Regions from separate parts of the Mus musculus genome. Here region 1 is linked to region 2. The links are chromatin contacts, called in public HiChIP or PLAC-seq maps. All regions are on one chromosome and are shown on one strand. The core of a region is the stretch at or near the end of the contact, and the rest is flanking DNA. Distances in the headings are between cores, read along the strand shown.

The links. HiChIP or PLAC-seq counts read pairs in DNA pulled down with a chosen protein or histone mark.
Region 1: a contact with region 2 is called in an H3K27ac HiChIP or PLAC-seq map of T-cell acute lymphoblastic leukemia, with 2.8 times the contacts expected there. The contact joins two enhancer-like sites. A contact is called at or near these places in 1 of 484 Hi-C or Micro-C datasets (adipose-derived mesenchymal stem cells) and 2 of 115 datasets of contacts at active chromatin or transcription factors (SST interneurons and T-cell acute lymphoblastic leukemia).

Annotation. Positions count from the first base shown.
Region 1 is chr1:184,089,650-184,094,040 of GRCm38.p6, reverse strand. No RefSeq gene overlaps it. Among named protein-coding and RNA genes, the nearest start is that of Dusp10, 57 kb to the right of the region's middle. Within about 2 kb of position 2,605, at least 10 of the 459 cell types and tissues checked have an H3K27ac peak or open chromatin away from gene starts, as enhancers often do. A contact at or near this core is called in T-cell acute lymphoblastic leukemia, where this site is marked.
Region 2 is chr1:183,682,041-183,686,571 of GRCm38.p6, reverse strand. No RefSeq gene overlaps it. Among named protein-coding and RNA genes, the nearest start is that of Gm39724, 53 kb to the right of the region's middle. Within about 2 kb of position 1,546, at least 4 of the 459 cell types and tissues checked have an H3K27ac peak or open chromatin away from gene starts, as enhancers often do. A contact at or near this core is called in T-cell acute lymphoblastic leukemia, where this site is marked.

The sequences.
Region 1 (4,391 bases), core at 1,356-3,855, 410 kb before region 2:
TGAAGGACTCAGAGAAGTCAAGTCACTTGAAGAAAGGCATGGAGTGGGTGGTCAGACCCACGCCTCCTTTCACTCCCCTCTGGACACTCTTGTGGCTTGCCCCTAGTTTCCCCTCCCAACTTCCTGTGCTCCTTTTTAAGCCCACAGAGTCCCCTGAGAGCTGCCTGTACATAATGCGTGGGAGAGCATCTCCAGGGACATGGGTAGCCTCTTAGGAGCTGCATCCATAAAGGATGAGTCTCCCTTCCAGAGGCCATGAAAGGCCAATAGCTCCTCGGCTAGGGGTGGAACCCCACTAGCCCCTCCCCAACCCACGCTTGGACTTTACCTGGTTTGACCTTGGCCTTGTGCATGAGAGCCCAGCCACCGTGAGTTCATGAGTCCATGTGAGACAGCACTGGCCTATCTAGCAAATACTGTCACAGGTGATTTGAATTTTGACGTGATTGCATTGATCAAACCAAATTGATTTTGCTCTTCACCCTCCTCCAGCCTCACACCTGTTTTTAGTCTCCTCCCCTTCTTCTTAGTGTCTTCAGATGGCGACTATCTGACTATCTCCCACTCCCAGACCCCTTTTCTGGAGATACCCAGGCCATGAAACTTGGCCAAGGCTTTCTTAAATCTCCTCAGTGTCTGCCATATTTCGTACTCTCAGATCTTTGTATGCATAGGTTTTGGTTTGCAGTGCAATGGGCTCTCCATCTTTCTAAATTACCTAGAGACTGAGCCTCTGGAAGAGAAACTGTGATGGTGTCTCTCTTCACAGCTCCCTAGAGCGAGCTGGATGGTGCTCACACTTTGCATCTCAAGAGACAGACCTGAGATCCTAGAGCCAGTGAATGCTTCCTTCTGGGTTAGAGCATGCAGGCCAGATTCAGTGAAGGCTCTCGAGCAGCTTACTGTGGACTATGGCAGGTCCAGTAAGGACATCACAAGGTAATTACACAGAACAGGCAGAAGAGAACTAGACATGTCAGAGGTAAAGTTGATAAGAAGACAGAGCAACAATGTGGCCAAAGACCAAGGACTTCTAAAGAACTCCAGCAGTCTATAGAAGTGGTAAAAGAAGAGAACACAGCCCTCATGGCCAGGGATTCAGAAGACTATGCAGTCTCCTTAAACTGTTGATGCAGGACCCTTATCCTCTCTGAAAGAATAAGCTCCTGTCTGTGTATGGTACACAGTAAGTGTACTGGCTAGTTTTGTGTCAACTTGACACAGCTGGAGTTGAGGAAATGCCTCCATGATATCCAACTGTAAGGCATTTCTTCAATTACTGATCAAGGGGGAAAGGCCCCTTGGGGTGGGACCATCTCTGGGCTGGTAGTCTTGGGTTCTACAAGTCTTCCACTTGGCTGAGCAAGCCAGTGGAAGCAAGCCAGTAAAGAACATCCCTCCATGGCTTCTGCATTAGCTCCTGCTTTCTGACCTGCTTGAGTTCCAGTCCTGACTTCCTTTGGTGATGAACAGCAGTATGGAAGTGTAAGCAGAATAAACCCTTTCCTCCCCAACTTGCTTCTTGGTCATGATGTTTGTGCAGGAATAGAAACCCTGACTAAGACAGTAAGGTAACACACTCCTTAAACCTCTTTGGAGTTGGTGTATGGAGGAATTGAATGGCCACCAGTGGATCTGCACACAGAACCTAGAGCTAGCCCAAAAGAACATCCTGATGGAGCACAACAGAACATCTGCTCCTATGCTGGGACCTAGACAAGGCCAATTTCCAGATAGTACTACAGTGACATGACCCATGCTTCAAGCCTTCTGGGCAAGTACTTCTGCTACCTTGGGCTATCAACACCCTCCACAACTGATGGACCATGGGGTAGTAAGCATGGAGATTAGAAGAACTGGATGGTAAATGATAGGCATTTTCGTAGGCATAGCTATTGCTGTCCTCAGCTCCTCACTTCTGCCTTCACTCACCTATTCATCCAGCTGTCCTAGCAGCAAGGGAAGAGAAGGTGTTTTACAGAAGACAAAGTTCAACACTGCGTGTGATCCAGGAGCCAGGGCTTTGGGTGAGTTAGACCCAGCTTCCCATTCTGTGTCCTATTCCTATCCACATGGCACCAACAGTGAGGAAATGGACTTGAGAGAGCCTCAGTGTATCACCCCCCAAAAGGTATGATAGTGCCTACTTTCCAGCAGTGGGATATGGGGATATGTCTTGTGCAGTGACTATTGTCAGCTTGTCACAACGGGTTTAACTTTCTTCACTGTATCTCTAGTATAGAAGCAGTAGGATAGACAAAACAGTTGAATAGCTGCTAGAGCTAGGAATTCTGGGAAATTTTACTTCTATATCATTGTAAATCTCCCATAGAGCCTGGCATGTTCCTAGGTCATCTTCATGAACATGTGGTGAAGGAAAGCATGGAGAGGGGGAGTAGGAGGGGGAGGAGGAGGAGGAAGTGAAGGAAAACCTAGTCCATCTGTCACCTTATGATCTATGAAAGACTCCTTCCCAAAGGAAGGTAGAAGGTAGTTTGAGAACTCTGTCAAAGGGTTTTCCTCTTTCATACTTGCTGTGAGTCACTTCATCTCATCATGACCTCCTTGGGTCTCTGAGATATCTAAGCAGCCTGACTGAAGACAGAGTTTGACAGCCCAAAGTCTTTTCCCTCAACTGCATCAGCCAGACCATAGCTAAGGTGTTGTACTTCTCTTAACCCAAGAAAAGATCTTGTCTCTTATCTAAGATCTGATATTGTTAACCAAGCACACAGCCTGTCACCTGCTGTACCACATTTACCTCATAGAAGGGGAATTGCAGCTACCCTTGCTCACTCACAAAGTCACTGAGGGGTCTGACAGAAAAGGATCTCTGTCACTTGCAGAGCTCCACTCTTATGGAAACCTGTAACAGATGTGCTCTCGCTGTGGTGTGAAGGACTGATATTAGATCCTCAATCCAAGCAATGAAAAAAAGTGAAATATTCACACAGAAAAGGAAGAGAAACCTGAGCAGGCTGGGGACATTTGAGGGACATGTTTCTGTCCTGCCATAACTTATGGGAATCACTCCTGTCTAGATGTCAGGTGCTTCCCTGCACTTTTCCACAGTGTTTTTGTGTTTACCTAAGAGTCCAGCATCCATAGACTGCTCCCCACTCGCCCCACCAACACATTTCTCATCCCTGGGGACATCTTTCCTTCTCCAAATATGTACAAAAGCACCAGCCCCAATGCTGGCTGTGGGCTGGCTGAGCTCAGGGCTATTCTGGGGCAGCCGTTTTGCACGCCTGCTAGAGGAGGATTAATGAGCCAGTCTGCTCACCCATTGCAATTAGAAACAACACCACAACTATTCTGAGGCTATTTCTATGCAGGGAGCTTGAACTGCTCATCAGCCCTCCTCACTCAGAGACCTGTGGGTAATTAGGGCCCTGTTAAATATAGGAGACTTGATGGTTAGCAGCCCCATCTGCGTTGTCACCCTCGGCTGGCACCCTGAGAGAAAGAACAAGGGGATTTCACGTCAACCTGCAGAACCAGAGCCAAGAGCGCCCTGGCCTTTTAGCCCAACACAGGCTTGAATGCCAGGTGGGATTTAGGAGTGAGAGTCGATCAGTCCTAGGAAAGCATCCTGGTATTCATGGACCTAGATTAGCCGAGCCGCAGATCTGACAACTACGGAATCATCAAAAGGATGATCCGGTTTTCACTAAGGCCATGGTGGGAATACTGGGTGTCTGCATCTCTTATATTTGAGCAAGAACAGCTTAAAGGAAAACAAGAAGAGAATGGAGTGGGCTAGGAGGAGGACTGGAATGTGTGATGGTCAGAGCAGCCTTTGAGTCCGCACAATTATGGGAACTTTAGGTGATTAGGAAGCATTTTCTGTCCTATGACAAAATACTCCCAATTAAGCAGATCGCATTGCTCTGGATGTGACAATCCATGTCATCCTTAAGCTGTCTCCTTGTATTGCCAGAGGGGCTGGGGACTGAGAAGTGTCAGCTATGTATTTTAGATTCTCCTAGTGTCTTTTTTTTTCCTTTCTAGAAATTAGGAGGTGGTAGGTAAAATTAGGTACATAGCCAGAGCCTACGTGCCAGGGAGACATCAGGAGTTCCTCTGACTTGTCTCTACGACACATACCTCTTTGTGAGTATGTTCTCTGAGCCCCACTACTCAAACTGTGAACAATTCAAACACTACCTGAGAATGTGGCAGAAATGTGGCATGGTCTCAGGTCTACTGCTTAGAGCCTGCCCTTTAACAATGTTCTCCTGTGATCTATAGAAGCATCCAAAGTTTAAAGCGTGCCCGGCAGGAGGCATTGCTGGGTTCCTGGGAGCAGACTTCAGTGTTATTAAGATTAGCCAGTGTGAAGCTGAGGAGAGGTGATGGTGTGCAGCTGGGCCAGTATGAGGCTATTT
Region 2 (4,531 bases), core at 297-2,796:
GTGATGTACAAAATGTGTTGCTAGTCATTAGGTTCATTGTAATTCATCTAAAATAGTATCCAGATGAAGCTCACTATTTTATCTAGATGATTGCATAGTTTAAGACATATCTGAAGCCAAGTCTAGGAGATTCTGTGTATATTCATTCTTAGACTGGTTGGAAGGCCACACACGCCTACGTCTCCACTTCATTTTTTTTTCATTTCTCCAAGAAAACCTCTCCTTGGTTTCATTCCAAACTTCTAAGCTTTTTTGACATAGTGTCAACTTTAGCTCAACCCTCACCACATGGAAGAGAGTGTCCAGAAATGGCTTGCAGATGAAAATCATTAAGTACTAGAACGTTCCAGCGACCCACTGACAACCTTCTCCAGAGGGATGTTTAACCACACATCCCCTAGACTTACTGGAGTGAGGGAAGTATCTCTCTTGTGTTTCTCATTTCTCCATTCCTAATCGAGACAGAAATATCCAAGAATTTTGTGGAGAAAAAAAAAATTCAGAGTTCCAAAAATGTAATAGTCAAATATATTGCTGTCTTTGTGGGTCTTTTTATGTTTGAAAGTATATGAGTTTAGACAATGGCTAATAAGTGTTTCAGATGTCAGGGTGAAGTCAGAATATGTTTGACTTTGAAGCATTTATAGTCTAGTAAGAAATATAGTTTAAGTTTTATCCTCAAATATGTATATCAATATATACTGGGAAGTTTCCAAGGTTGGAACTTGAGAGTGTTGGTAACTGGGATCTATGAGACAGAGAAAATCAGCAGAGAAGAAAAAAGAACATTTATTGAGCAACTACATCTCATGAGGATTTTCTCCTAATCTCATACCAAGTCTTCACAGTCAAGAGAAACTGAGATCTGAGTCAAGACTCACGGAGCCCACAACCCCAGCTGTGACACACAAATGACACACACTGTTACACTTACGTTATTGAGATATTATCCTTTGTATCACGGGGACTTCCCACGGTGAATGGTCATATACAAATAGTGGGGAATGTCAGAATTATACTGTCAGCATACCCTAGAGGCAAGGGTGTCCATACTCTGTCAGAATAACTGCAAAAGTCTTAACACTGACTGAGATAGCCCCAAAGTAAGTAACCCCAAAGTAAGTAACATTATAATCAGCCAACTGGAGCTGATTTTCATTCCTGCTAAGATGTTTTCAACAACCTGCCCACTTTACTACCCTTTAGAAAAACCTAACTAATTAATTGACAAAAGCTATGGAAACTCTCTAACAAACCAAATCTTCTGTGCAGCCCCAATATAATAAGCAATATAAGTGAAACTGCTCTGGGGGAGGCAAAGTAAAGATGCATTGCTTCTGCCTGGCTCTGCCCGAACACCCAACAGTCCCCAGGCCTCTGCCTTTGAACCTCAGGAGGTTTGAATACTATGCCACCTAGTACTGCTGTAGAAATAATTACTCTAGGAACTACAAGTTGACTGTCAGGAAATAGCACAGTCAGGACTTAAACGCCCTAGAATAACCAACACCTCCATTGCCTGGCCTCAACAGAAGAGACGAAACCACAACAAAGAATGTAACGAAGATTCTGATGCCCTTAATCTCCTGATACCAGAAAGCCTGAAGGCAGGCTCCCATGCCTAAAGTCTAGTTCCAAAGCAATTCTCTACAAGTATGGATAACCGGGGGAGTCAAACCATTTATATTCAAGCATCAGCATGAATATAAAAATGAACTTGATGTTATCCTAATTAAAGTATCAATTTAGACTATATCATTTCAAGTGCAATGAAGCAGAGCTGAAATTGGAAAGTTAATTATGATCCATCTTTATTATTCTGATTTGGAGTTTACAGCTGCTTAGAAATTAAAATAGAAAAAAAAAAGAGAGAGAGAGAGAGTGAAACAGAGGACTACAGCTTGGTTCTAAAATGTCCTCCAGATTGGTGTGTTAACAGCTGGGTCCCAGCAGAATGGATCCTTTAAGATGTGGTGCCTAATGAAAAGTCCTCAGGTCACATGGGTATCCCTGGAAAGGTTAAAAGAAGCCTGCCTACTTTCTCTTTTTCATCCCAGCTTCGCCATGCTGTCTTTCCTCTCAGGGAGTAACGTTAGGCCTCAAAGCAATGGAGCCCATGGAAGATGGGTTGGAATTTCCAAGATCATAAGCCGAAATAGCGTTTTTCTTCCCCACAAGTTTCTTGCAGCCATCTTTTACGGTGATAAAAGGCTGACTGTAACAAAAGCATAACCAGAAAGCTGGGAAGTCGGAAGGCTTCATATTTAGAAAATGTAAAAGGAACACAGTTTCTCAGAGCAGGAAATGGGGGGTCTCCTTTGGCCCATGTCTCTGGCAGTGTTAGGTATCTCATGATAGGCAAGTAGAGATTTAATAGGGGTGGAAATAGAACAGGCTGTCCTGCGACCTCCAGATGATTGGCATATATTTTCTCCTAGTTGAATTTCCAACCTATCTTTTGGATTTCAAATAACCCCACCTAGAATTTGGTCACTGAGTTCTCAACAGAAATAAAAGTAGAGTCATGAAGACTGGCAGGCCAACTAGATTTAAAAAAAAAAAAGCTATAAAGTAACTAGATGAACCAACTACAAACTACTTATTAGTGAACTCAACATTAATAAAAATCAGAGAGATCAAGGGAAAAACCTAATGATGCAACTTTCAGCCAAATAGACTATGAAAAACTCAAGATGATATTAGTCCAAGGCGGGGATGTAGAGTTTTCATCTGGGGCATTAAGAAGGATGAAGTTGCTTTCACTTGAGATCTAGAAAGATATGAGGGCAGGTTTGTGAAAGAAACTACAGAATTCTGGTTTGAGCATCATAACTTTGAGGTGTGTCTACAGGAGAGCCAAAGTGGCAAAGCCAGGCAGGTGACTGGTTATGCAAGACTAAGGACTAAGTTAGAATTTAAGCAAGAGATATAAATTTAACTATTACTAATCTGGAGATGGTGTTTAAAATCCATGAGCTTAGATTAGCACACCAAGCCAATAAATGTGGATGAAATAGAGAATAAGATCTAAGACTGAGTCTAGAGAGATGACTCAGCAGCTAAGAGCTCCTATTGTTCTTCTGAAGGACCCAAATTCAATTCCCAAGACCCACATCGAGCAGCTAACAACCACCTATAACTCTAGTTCCAGGGACCTGATAACCTCTTCTAGTCTCTGAGGCCTTGCACAACACATACAGACACACACACACACACACACACGTGCACATTAAAATAAATAAAATAAATCCCTTTTTTAAAAAGACCAAAAGCACTGCTGGTGAACACTTCTAATCCCAATGCTCTGGAGGCAGAGACAGGCAGATCTCTGTGAGTTCAAGGCTAGCCTGATCTACAGAAAGAGTTCCATCAAAAAAATCTCACACATCTCAAAAATATTAACCCAGAATTGCTCCTGTATAAAGGAAATTCAGGGACAAAATGTGGAGCAGAAACTGAAAGAAAGGCCATCCAGAGACTGCCCCACCTAGGGATCCATCCCATATGCAGACAACAAACCCCAACACTATTGCTGATACCAACAAGCACTTGCTGACAGGAGTCTGATACAGCTGTCTCCTGAGAAGCTGTGCCAGAGCCTGATCAATACAGATGTGGATGCCTTGACTGGTACTGAATCTTGGCCAAAATATCTTTCACTAAAAGAAATCTGTTTGTTATAGAAGTTTTTAGCCAGGCAGACCTTCACAGTTAAGTATTATACAAAAGAAGTGGTCTTCTTTAAAAATTCTCAAGGTAAATTCCCCACCCTTGAAATTCTGAATTATTTGCTTTTTATTGTTTTAATTTGATTATTTTTTCTGAATTATTGCTTGTTTTTGTTTTAATTTGATTGTTTTGATTGGTGACAGAAAATAGTTTCTATAACCCTTTAATTTTATAGAAAGAAATAAATATTTTATTATAATTTTTGTATATTCCCCAGGGGAGCGAAGTGGTACAGTTGACAGATAAAGCAACACCATGGACATATGAAAACACGTGATTGAAAAGTGGATCCAGGGAAATCGTAGGGCAGCTGTCTTAGTTAGGGTTCCATTACTGTGACCATGACCACAGCAACTCATAAAAGAAAACATTTAATTGGGGATGGTTTATAGATTCTGACCTTTACTTCATTACATTCATGGCAGGAAACATGGCACCATCTAGGCAGAAACAGTGCTGGAGAAGGAGCTGAGAGTTCTACATCTTGATCTGCAGGCAGCAGAAGGAGACTATGTGACACACTGGGCATAGCTTGAGCATAGGAGATGTCAAAGCCTGCCTCCACAGTGACACACTTCCTCCAACAAGGCCACACCTTCTAATAGTGCCACTCCTTGAAGGAGGGAACTCACATGAGCTGCCGTGATGATGGAAGAAACTGAGATGAAGACAATTCAGAGTCTGTCTGGCGTGAATAGAATAATCTCTATGTTCACCTATGAGCAGTTCCAGAAGCTAAGAAAGTACTTCCAGATAGACTGGTTCCCTAAGGAGGCAATTCTGCAGGCCTTGGCTGAGGAAC